2 separate regions of the Oryctolagus cuniculus genome follow, and region 1 is linked to region 2. A link is a contact called in public Micro-C data. All regions are on one chromosome and are shown on one strand. The core of a region is the stretch at or near the end of the contact, and the rest is flanking DNA. Distances in the headings are between cores, read along the strand shown. Region 1 holds the start of TTC32 (tetratricopeptide repeat domain 32). Region 2 overlaps HS1BP3 (HCLS1 binding protein 3).

Evidence for each region. A called contact is a pair of places that touch in the nucleus more often than the background predicts.
Region 1: a contact with region 2 is called in a Micro-C map of ear pinna, with 4 times the contacts expected there. The contact joins the promoter of TTC32 here to the enhancer-like site in region 2. A contact is called at or near these places in 3 of 6 Hi-C or Micro-C datasets (ear pinna, embryonic fibroblasts and an unstated tissue).

Annotation. Positions count from the first base shown.
Region 1 is chr2:182,626,261-182,630,434 of mOryCun1.1, forward strand. It overlaps TTC32 (tetratricopeptide repeat domain 32), which reads left to right and starts at 2,633. Exons shown (of 3, transcript XM_051840560.2): 1 at 2,633-2,772. The coding sequence starts at 2,648.
Region 2 is chr2:181,983,991-181,987,861 of mOryCun1.1, forward strand. The region is part of intron 4 of HS1BP3 (HCLS1 binding protein 3); the gene reads left to right. It overlaps LOC138848666 (a long non-coding RNA gene), which reads right to left. Exons shown (of 2, transcript XR_011386772.1): 1 at 1,296-3,871; 2 at 1-1,083. Among named protein-coding and RNA genes, the nearest start is that of HS1BP3, 15 kb to the left of the region's middle. Within about 2 kb of position 1,416, at least 1 of the 8 cell types and tissues checked has an H3K27ac peak or open chromatin away from gene starts, as enhancers often do. A contact at or near this core is called in ear pinna, where this site is marked.

The sequences.
Region 1 (4,174 bases), core at 1,383-3,882, 640 kb after region 2:
TGATAAAGAAAGCAGCATGGACTGAGGGTGCAAAAGGAAAAAAAGGGGGAAAAATTGTCACCAGACTTTTAAGATAAATCAAGAGTGTTGTAGCTCTGCGATCTTAACCAGGTTCTCAAATGGAAATAGCAATATTATGTTGCCCCCTGCTGTCTATTTTTATGATTATTTTCTCAATTCATTTTTTTTAAAGAAACTAACATTTATGGTTTTTGAAGTATAAAAGTAACATGCTCATGGTAGAAAATTTCAAAAATCATGTAAGAGTATAGAGAAGAAAGTTAAAAATCCTAGCCTTTTGGAAAATAAAAAGCATAAATTTATATTTTGGTTGAATTTGAGAAGAAAAAACAGGTAAAACTGAAGAAATTGGTATATTACAAACAAATGCATTTTGACAACAGCATGTTTGTTCTTAAGATATTTCTCTTAAAAAGTAGACCTTAAGAAGCTTAGGGTTACTTTACTTAACTACTCATTTCTTGTTTGGCATAGTTTACATTTCCAGTTAATAAAAATGAGAGAAAAACGAGGTCCTCCTACACATCCTCTACAGTAGCTCAAACTAAAACCGACAAAACAAATACTGGGGAGGATATAAAGCAGCTGAAACTCTTGATACATTGTTTATGGAAATTCAAAATAAGTCCTACCACTTTGGAAAAGTTCAAAAGGTTCTTCTAAATTTAAACATACACTTATCATAGACCTCAGCAATCCTACTCTTTGCAGGTTACCCTGGAGAAGTAAAAACATTATTCCACAAAGACCTCTATGCAAATGTACCTAACAGTTTTATTCATAACTGGGAAGCAGCCCTGTGTCCACCAGTGTGAATATGTAAACAAGCTGTGGAATGTCCATACTGTGAAACCCTGCTCTGCCACAAAAAGGAACATTGACATGTGGTCGTGTGGGAGAATCTCAAGAGCATCCTGCTGAGTGAAAGAAGCCAGACACAAAAGATGACCTATTGTATGTTATTTATAGAAAATTCTATGAAAGACAAAAAGTACTGAGGTATCTGAGGTCCAGGAGAAGGCTGGGGTTTGACTTCAAAGAAGTACAAAAGATTTGGATGGTAAGTACATTATTATGTATTTGTCAAAACTCATCCAATGGTTTACTTAACATGGTAATTTTATTTTTATTTGGATTTAAGAAAAAGAAATTGAGGTGAAATTGAGTTGCTGTATGAGTATTATGTCTTTATAACGAGAGACCAGTTCCTAAGAGATTTCTCTAAAATTATATCACAACAAAGCTAATTAATAAAGCAAAAGTAAAGATACTAGAGAAAAAAAATGGAACAAGAACCATTTAATGTAGAAGAATTTAAGAAAAAAAGGACAAGTTGTAGTTGAGACAAATAGAAATCAAATAATAAGGTGGTAGACCTAAAGTCTGCTATTTGAAGGATTTTAAATGTTAATGGACTAAACCCTCCAAGTAAAAGATTGTCAAAATAGATTTTAAAAAGCAATATTCTGTTTAAAAGTAGAGATAGGTCGGAAGTAAAGGAATGAGAAAAGATGTGCAAATAGTAAGGATAGGAAAATGTGTGCTTCTGTTAACACCAAAGTAGACTTGAAGCCATGAGTATTGCTAGAGATAAAAAGAAGTATGTATAGTTGTATAGAAATGCAACTGATTCCTGTATGCTGATTATTTGCGTTGGTATTTTGCTGAATTCATTTTTCTGTTTTTTAATATTTAGGTTGTTTATATATGAAGGAATTTCAAAAGGTTAGTGAAAAGTGGAATTAAAAAATAAAAATGTAAATTTTCTTCTCAACATAAGCTTTATCAAGTTCAAGACACTTCTCTGAGCAATGAATCCAACCATTTAGTCCCATCACTGGAGAACTGAGGACCCTGGGAAACTAACACTGTCACTAACCAAAGACAACTGGGCACTCTTAAAGGTGCTTTTTGATCTTGGGAAACAACATGATGACAACAGGACGCAAACCAGGACCATAAGGAGGATGTCTAATAATTTCCCAGCACAGCTCACAAAATTGCCCTTGTTTGATGAGAGGAATGAGCAGAAGCATTATCATTGTGGGGAAGGACTCTGTTGTCAAACTTCACTGGGCATTTTTTTTTAAAACTTTCTCACGCATTTTGGCCCTCAAGAAAGTCGTTGGGCAAAACGTCAAAGAGAGATGTTGGCATTTCAAATCAGTGCCTAGGTTTGATACCCAGTTCCACTTCAGACTCCAGCTTCCCACAAATGTAGACTCTGGGAGCAGCAGTAATGGCTCAGGTAACTGAGTTTCTGCCAGCCCATGTGGGAGCCCTAGATTGAGCTCCTGGCTTCTGGCTCCCAACTGCATCCCCCACCAGGGGCCGTTGTGGGCATTTGGGGAATGAACCATCAGATGGGATCAATCTCTTTCTCCCTCCTTCCTCTCCCCTTCTCTCTCTCTCTCTCTCTCTCTCTCACTCCCTCTCCCTCTCCCTCTCCCTCTCCCTCTCCCTCTCCCTCTCCCTCTCCCTCTCCTCACATGCAAATAAAAAATGCCTTGTTTGGGGGAAGGTTTTGTGGTGCAGTAAGTTAAGTTACTGTTTGGGATGCCTGCATTGCATATTCTACTGCTAGTTGGAGTTCTGGCTACTCTGCTTCTGATCCAGCTCCCAGCTAATGCACCTCGAAGGTAGCAGACGATGGCTGAAGCACTTGGGTTCCTGCCACCCACGTGGGAGACCTGATGGAGCTTGTGTTTCCTGGCTTCAGCCTGGTCCAGCCCTAGCTCTTGTGGCCATTTGGTAAGTGAACATGCAGATGATGCATGCACTCCCTGTCACTGCCTTTCAAACAAATCTTTCGTTTTTAAAGATTTATTTATTTATTTATTTGAAAGAGTTACACAGAGAAGGAAAGGCAGAGAGAGAGAGAGGTCTTCCATCTGCTGGTTCATTCCCCAGTTGCTGCAGTGGCTGGAGCTGTGCCGATCTGAAACCAGGAGCCAGGAGCTTCCTCCAGGTCTCCCATGTGAGTGCAGGGGCCCAAGGACCTGGGCCATCCTCCACTGCTTTCCTAGGCCATAGCAGAGAGCTGGATGGGAAGTGGAGCAGCCGGGTCTCGAACTGGCACCCATCTGGGATGCCGGGACTGCGGGCAGCAGCTTTACCAGCCATGCCACAGTGCCGGCCCTCAAATAAATCTTTTTAAAAATATGTTTTAAGGCTGGTGCCACGGCTCACTAGGCTAATCCTCCGCCTAGCGGCGCCGGCACACCAGGTTCTAGTCCCAGTCAGGGTGCCGGATTCTGTCCCGGTTGCCCCTCTTCCAGGCCAGCTCTCTGCTGTGGCCCGGGAGTGCAGTGGAGGATGGCCCAAGTGCTTGGGCCCTGTACCCCATGGGAGACCAGGAGAAGTACCTGGCTCCTGGCTTCAGATCAGTGCGGTGCGCCGGCTGCAGCACACTGGCTGCGGCGGCCATTGGAGAGTGAACCAATGGCAAAGGAAGACCTTTCTCTCTGTCTCTCTCACTGTCCACTCTGCCTGTCCAAAAAAAAAAATATATATATATATATATTTTTTTTTAAAATGCCTTGAACATCCTCCTAAACTGTTGCCATGATCTTTCCTCTTGACTGGTCTGCTTTTGCTTTGATTGAATTATTTCAGCATCTTGGTAGCCATTGCTATAGTTTGCTTTTGCTTCAGGATTGTACTAGTAAAACCATCTTTCATCTCCTTCTTTTGAAGAAATAATTCAGGATCTTAATACTACTTAATACTACTTGATCTTGATACTACTTGTTTCAGAGTTTCAATGAAAGCTATGCTCTTATCTGCAGCTTATTTGGGCACAACAGTTTTGGCGCCTACTGAGCAAAGTTCACTGCACAGTAATTTTTCAGTCAGAATGTGTAAGCTAAACCAATTGGGATGTCTATGTGTTGGCTTTTGTTCCTGCTATTAATCATTGGGCCTCTTCAGTTAGGGTCTGTAAAGGTCATTTTTTTTTCCTTATAAAGTGATATGGATTGTTTATCGCTAGTTTGTTTCATCTTCACATCTTTTTTTTTTTTTAAGTAACTTACTATATAATTATTATAAAAAAGAATTATTTATTTATTTTAAAGGTGAAGGAAGAGAGAGTGAGAGAGAGATTGATTCCATCTCTGGTTCACTCCCCAAATGGCTGCATATACAGGGCTAG
Region 2 (3,871 bases), core at 166-2,665:
GCTGAGCGCTGTGCTCTGTACCACGCAGGCCAAGTCTCATCGGTCCCTGCCCTGCAAGCTGCTGTTAGGTCCCATTTCACAGAGCAAAGGCCCTGAAGCCCACAGAGGCCAGTGCCCTGCTGGAGACCCAACAGCTGAGGATGCTGGTGCAGGATGGGCGCCATGTGGGACCCTGGGACCTGGAGCCGGGCTGGCGGGGCTGGAATCCCGGCTCTGCCTGCGCAGCCTTGTACCCAGCCTGCTCCTCTTCCCTTCAGCTTTCCCCAGTGAGGCCGGAGTCCTGGCAGCACCTGCGGCTTAGGGCTCCTGTGAAAATTCCAACAGTGGACATGACCGGTAGCGGTCGGCTGTCCTCATGGCCCCATCGTCCTGTGGAGCCGGGGCCCGCCCACACCTGGGGGCCCTCCTCCCCCGTGGGACAGGAGTGTCTCAGCCATCCACTGGAGGCCTGGGTCCGCGGGGGACAGATGCCTGTCTGTGGGTGCTGCTCCAGAAAGGAGGTAGAGCTGATTGACTGGGAGTACACCTGAACAGCCTGCGGGAGGCAGCCCTGAGGGCTCTGCCTGCAGTGCGCAGACTCTTCCCGGGGTGGGGTGGGGGTGTTGGGGTCGTGAGACCAGCGTGGTGGGGCGGGGGTCCACATGGAGGAAAGGTGCCCAGGTCTCGGGGAGCCGCTGCAGAAGCAGAGCTGGGAGTCAGCGTCCTGGAGTGCCTGGGCGCATGGTGCACCCCAGAGTCGGGCCCCAGGTGGCCATTTGGAGCGGGGTTCAGGGCCCCGAGGGAGGGGGCTGGGAGGGCAGGGAGAGGCCCGTAACAACCGCTCCTGATCAGCGTGGCCCCTCTCGGGCCCTTGTTTTGCTGAGGGGAAGGTGTTGTTTACAGTCATGCTCCCATTGTTCTGAGTAACCACACGTGGTGCCAAACGGAGACAGCCAGCTTCTAGCTTCTAGCTGCAGAAGGCACCTAGCGACGCGGCTTCTTTTTGGGGTAGGAAAATGCACTTTGGGGTTGGTGCGTGTGCCAGGCCTCGGTCCTTCCCAGCCACAGCCACGGTGGGGCGCTGTGGCTCCACCGCAGAGCTGCCTGGAAGGGTGGGAGTTGTCAGCACAAAGCAGAGCCCGGGCTGGCCCCGCGTTCCTTTGTCTTTCCAGCCGGGCTTTGATTAGGGGAAAGATGGGCTCTGTGACACCTAATTAGACAGCACTCCACGGTAGAAAAGCCTGGCCCCAGCCCCTCCCAACGCTGCTGCTTCCCGCATCCCCTGGGATTTTCTTGTCCCTGCGCCATCCCACTACCTGCAGACGCCGCGCAGGCTGCTGCTGTCCGCTCTGCCTTGCCGCTCAGTGCTCCGTCTGCTCCTCCCCGTGGTCGGACGTCATTTTTGTATTTAGCTTCCTATCTCAGAGACTGCCCGGCTCTGAGCAAGTTGAAGTTCTGCTCTCGCAGGTCCACCTTCTGGGGGCCAGGCTCTGGTGACCGGAAACACCCGGCTCGTGTGGAAGCACTGACCACGCGGGGCAAGGGCCTTGCTCCCTCCATGTGTATGCCGATGAGGGCTGGCGTCTCCGTGCCAGCCTGGGCTTGTGCTGCGTGTGCTGTTCCCTCCTCCGCTTTCTCTCAGCTTCTGCACTGGTTGGTGCGGATTGGTAAACACAGGGCTCCCTCAGCCCCTGGGCTGGTCCCTAGGGTCTGTGTCTGCGAGGGGCGTGGCCAGGAGCTGGAGGGACTTGGGCAGGTGCAGAGCTTCCCTCCTGTTGAGCTTTTCACAGGGCCCCGGGCAAGGTCCCCCTGCTTCCCTGGGGGCTCCAGCAGAGGGCTTTTTTAAAGGCTGACTCCTCCTTTTGGGGGGGCCTCATCTGCTTTTCTAAACCCTGCCTGTCCAAGGCCGCTGCTGCCCACTTCTCTGTCCCAAGGAGCCGCCTCCAGGTCTCTGAGGTCTCAGCCGAGGACCCAGCTTCACGGGGTGGGCCGGGCCAGGCTGGCTCCTGTGTGAATGTGCCCTGGCGGGGCTCCCCTGGCTCCCTCAGAGGGGCAGGCCGTGCTGTGGCCTCAAGTGGCGATGCTGGGTATGTCTCTGCAGTGTTGTTTTTTCATAGTGTTTTGTGTAGAGTTTGCTTTATCGTTCTTACAACAACCACGTGTTCTAACATAAAAACATCTTACTCCCCAATGGTTGCTGTGGTTCTGTGGTTTTGGGTGCCCCTGGCACACTGCTGGCTGGCCCCAGATTTGCTAAGCCAGGATTCAGAAGTAAGGCGGTCCCCCAAGGTGCCAGGAGCTGCCTCCCCTTGGGTACCTTTTGCTAAATGGCGCTGCCGTCACTCCTGGACTGGGGTCCTCCGACATCCCAGCTCTACTCTGGGCACCCAGACCTGCCCTCTGCCAGCCGGCAGCCTGGCCCAGCCTGGAGCTTGGAGGAGATGCAGATTCCCAGGTCCCCTCGACCATGGAGGGGCCTAGACTCTGTGCAGATTCCCGTGCAAGTTCATGTTTGAGAAACCCCAGAAACCAGATTCCATCAAGGTCTCGGAGATGCCCAGAGGGAAAGAGGCATGGAGAATGGCGGGTGAGTGGGTGCCAAGGAGGGAGGGCTGTGTGGGGCGGGGGAGGGGGCTTCCTTTCCTCTCTGCTCCCCGCTCCGCCTGCTGCCCCGTGGGTTCCCCCTCCCACGCAGCCTCCTGCCAGAGGAGTTCCCTGGTTCTGCTGCGGGGGCCCTGAGCAGGGACTCGCTGTCCTTACCTCGCCTTGTACCTCCAATGCACGCAGCCCTGGCCTACGCTGGGAGCAAAGCAGTGAGGAATGCAGGAGGCAGGTGACACCGCCACCACCGCCGCCGCCCTCGGGCTACGCCCTGGGCCTGTCGAGTGGTCACAGGTGCATTTCAGCAGCCGAGTTGCCCCATCCAGGTCACTGCACCTGGTCTGGGTGAGTGACTGCGCTGATAAGGGCGACAATGGGAGGGCAGTTTCCACCATAAATCCAGCAGCAAAGTCTTTGATACAAGAGAGATTTCATGCGGAACCCAAGCCTGTTGGACAGACGGAAGTGGAATGGCCCAGCTGTCGCAGGGGCAGCGCCTGCCTCTTCGTGTGTGTCCCCTGCCCCTGCCTCAGCTCTACTTCCCGAGAGGCCCTGGGCGAGGGCCCTTTACCCTGCGCTTTCGAAGTCGCTGGGCAGTCAGGGAGCCCAGCCTCTGGTCCCCTCAGAGCAGAGGTGGAGGCCGCGGTCCAAGGTTCTGGCAGGTCAGTGGCGGAACCTCTCAGGGCCTGTTTCTTTGTGGAGCAGAGACCAGGGCAAAGGGGAGAAAGGGAGAGCTCTCTCTAGAAAGCTGGCGCTCTCTCAGGTTCAGTTTGCTCTTTGCTCAGAAGAGGACTTTCTGTGCGTAAGCAAGTGCGGTCTCACGACCAAAGGCCGCTTTTTTCTATTTTCCGTTGTTAGGCAAGCGTCAGGGCCAGCAACTAGGGCTGCACCTGCTGCCAGGGGCTGCGGGCCGCACACCTGGACGTGGGCTGGTCTGGGGCAGTGTAGCTGAGCCCTTGATGGGAGCTAAATGGCTGCTGGACTCCTTGGGAGACCCTTGTCTGCCTTTCTCCTGCCCCAGGCTGCCCCGAGCCTTGTGGCAGCCCCTGGGTGGGGGTCTTCTTAGGATGAGGGGCTGTGCAGGACCAGTCGTCAAATCCAGTCTCTCGGTCGTTAGAATGGAGGAAGCTTCCGAGGGTCACACAGCAGCACCGTGAGAGTCGAGGCTGGGCTCTCCCACTGGCCCAGGACTTCCCCATCTCCCTGCCTGTGGCAGGTGCACACTTCCCAGCCCTTGTCCCCTGGCTGCTGATTATGCTGTGAGTGAGTGGGTGGAGGGACCTTCTCCCTA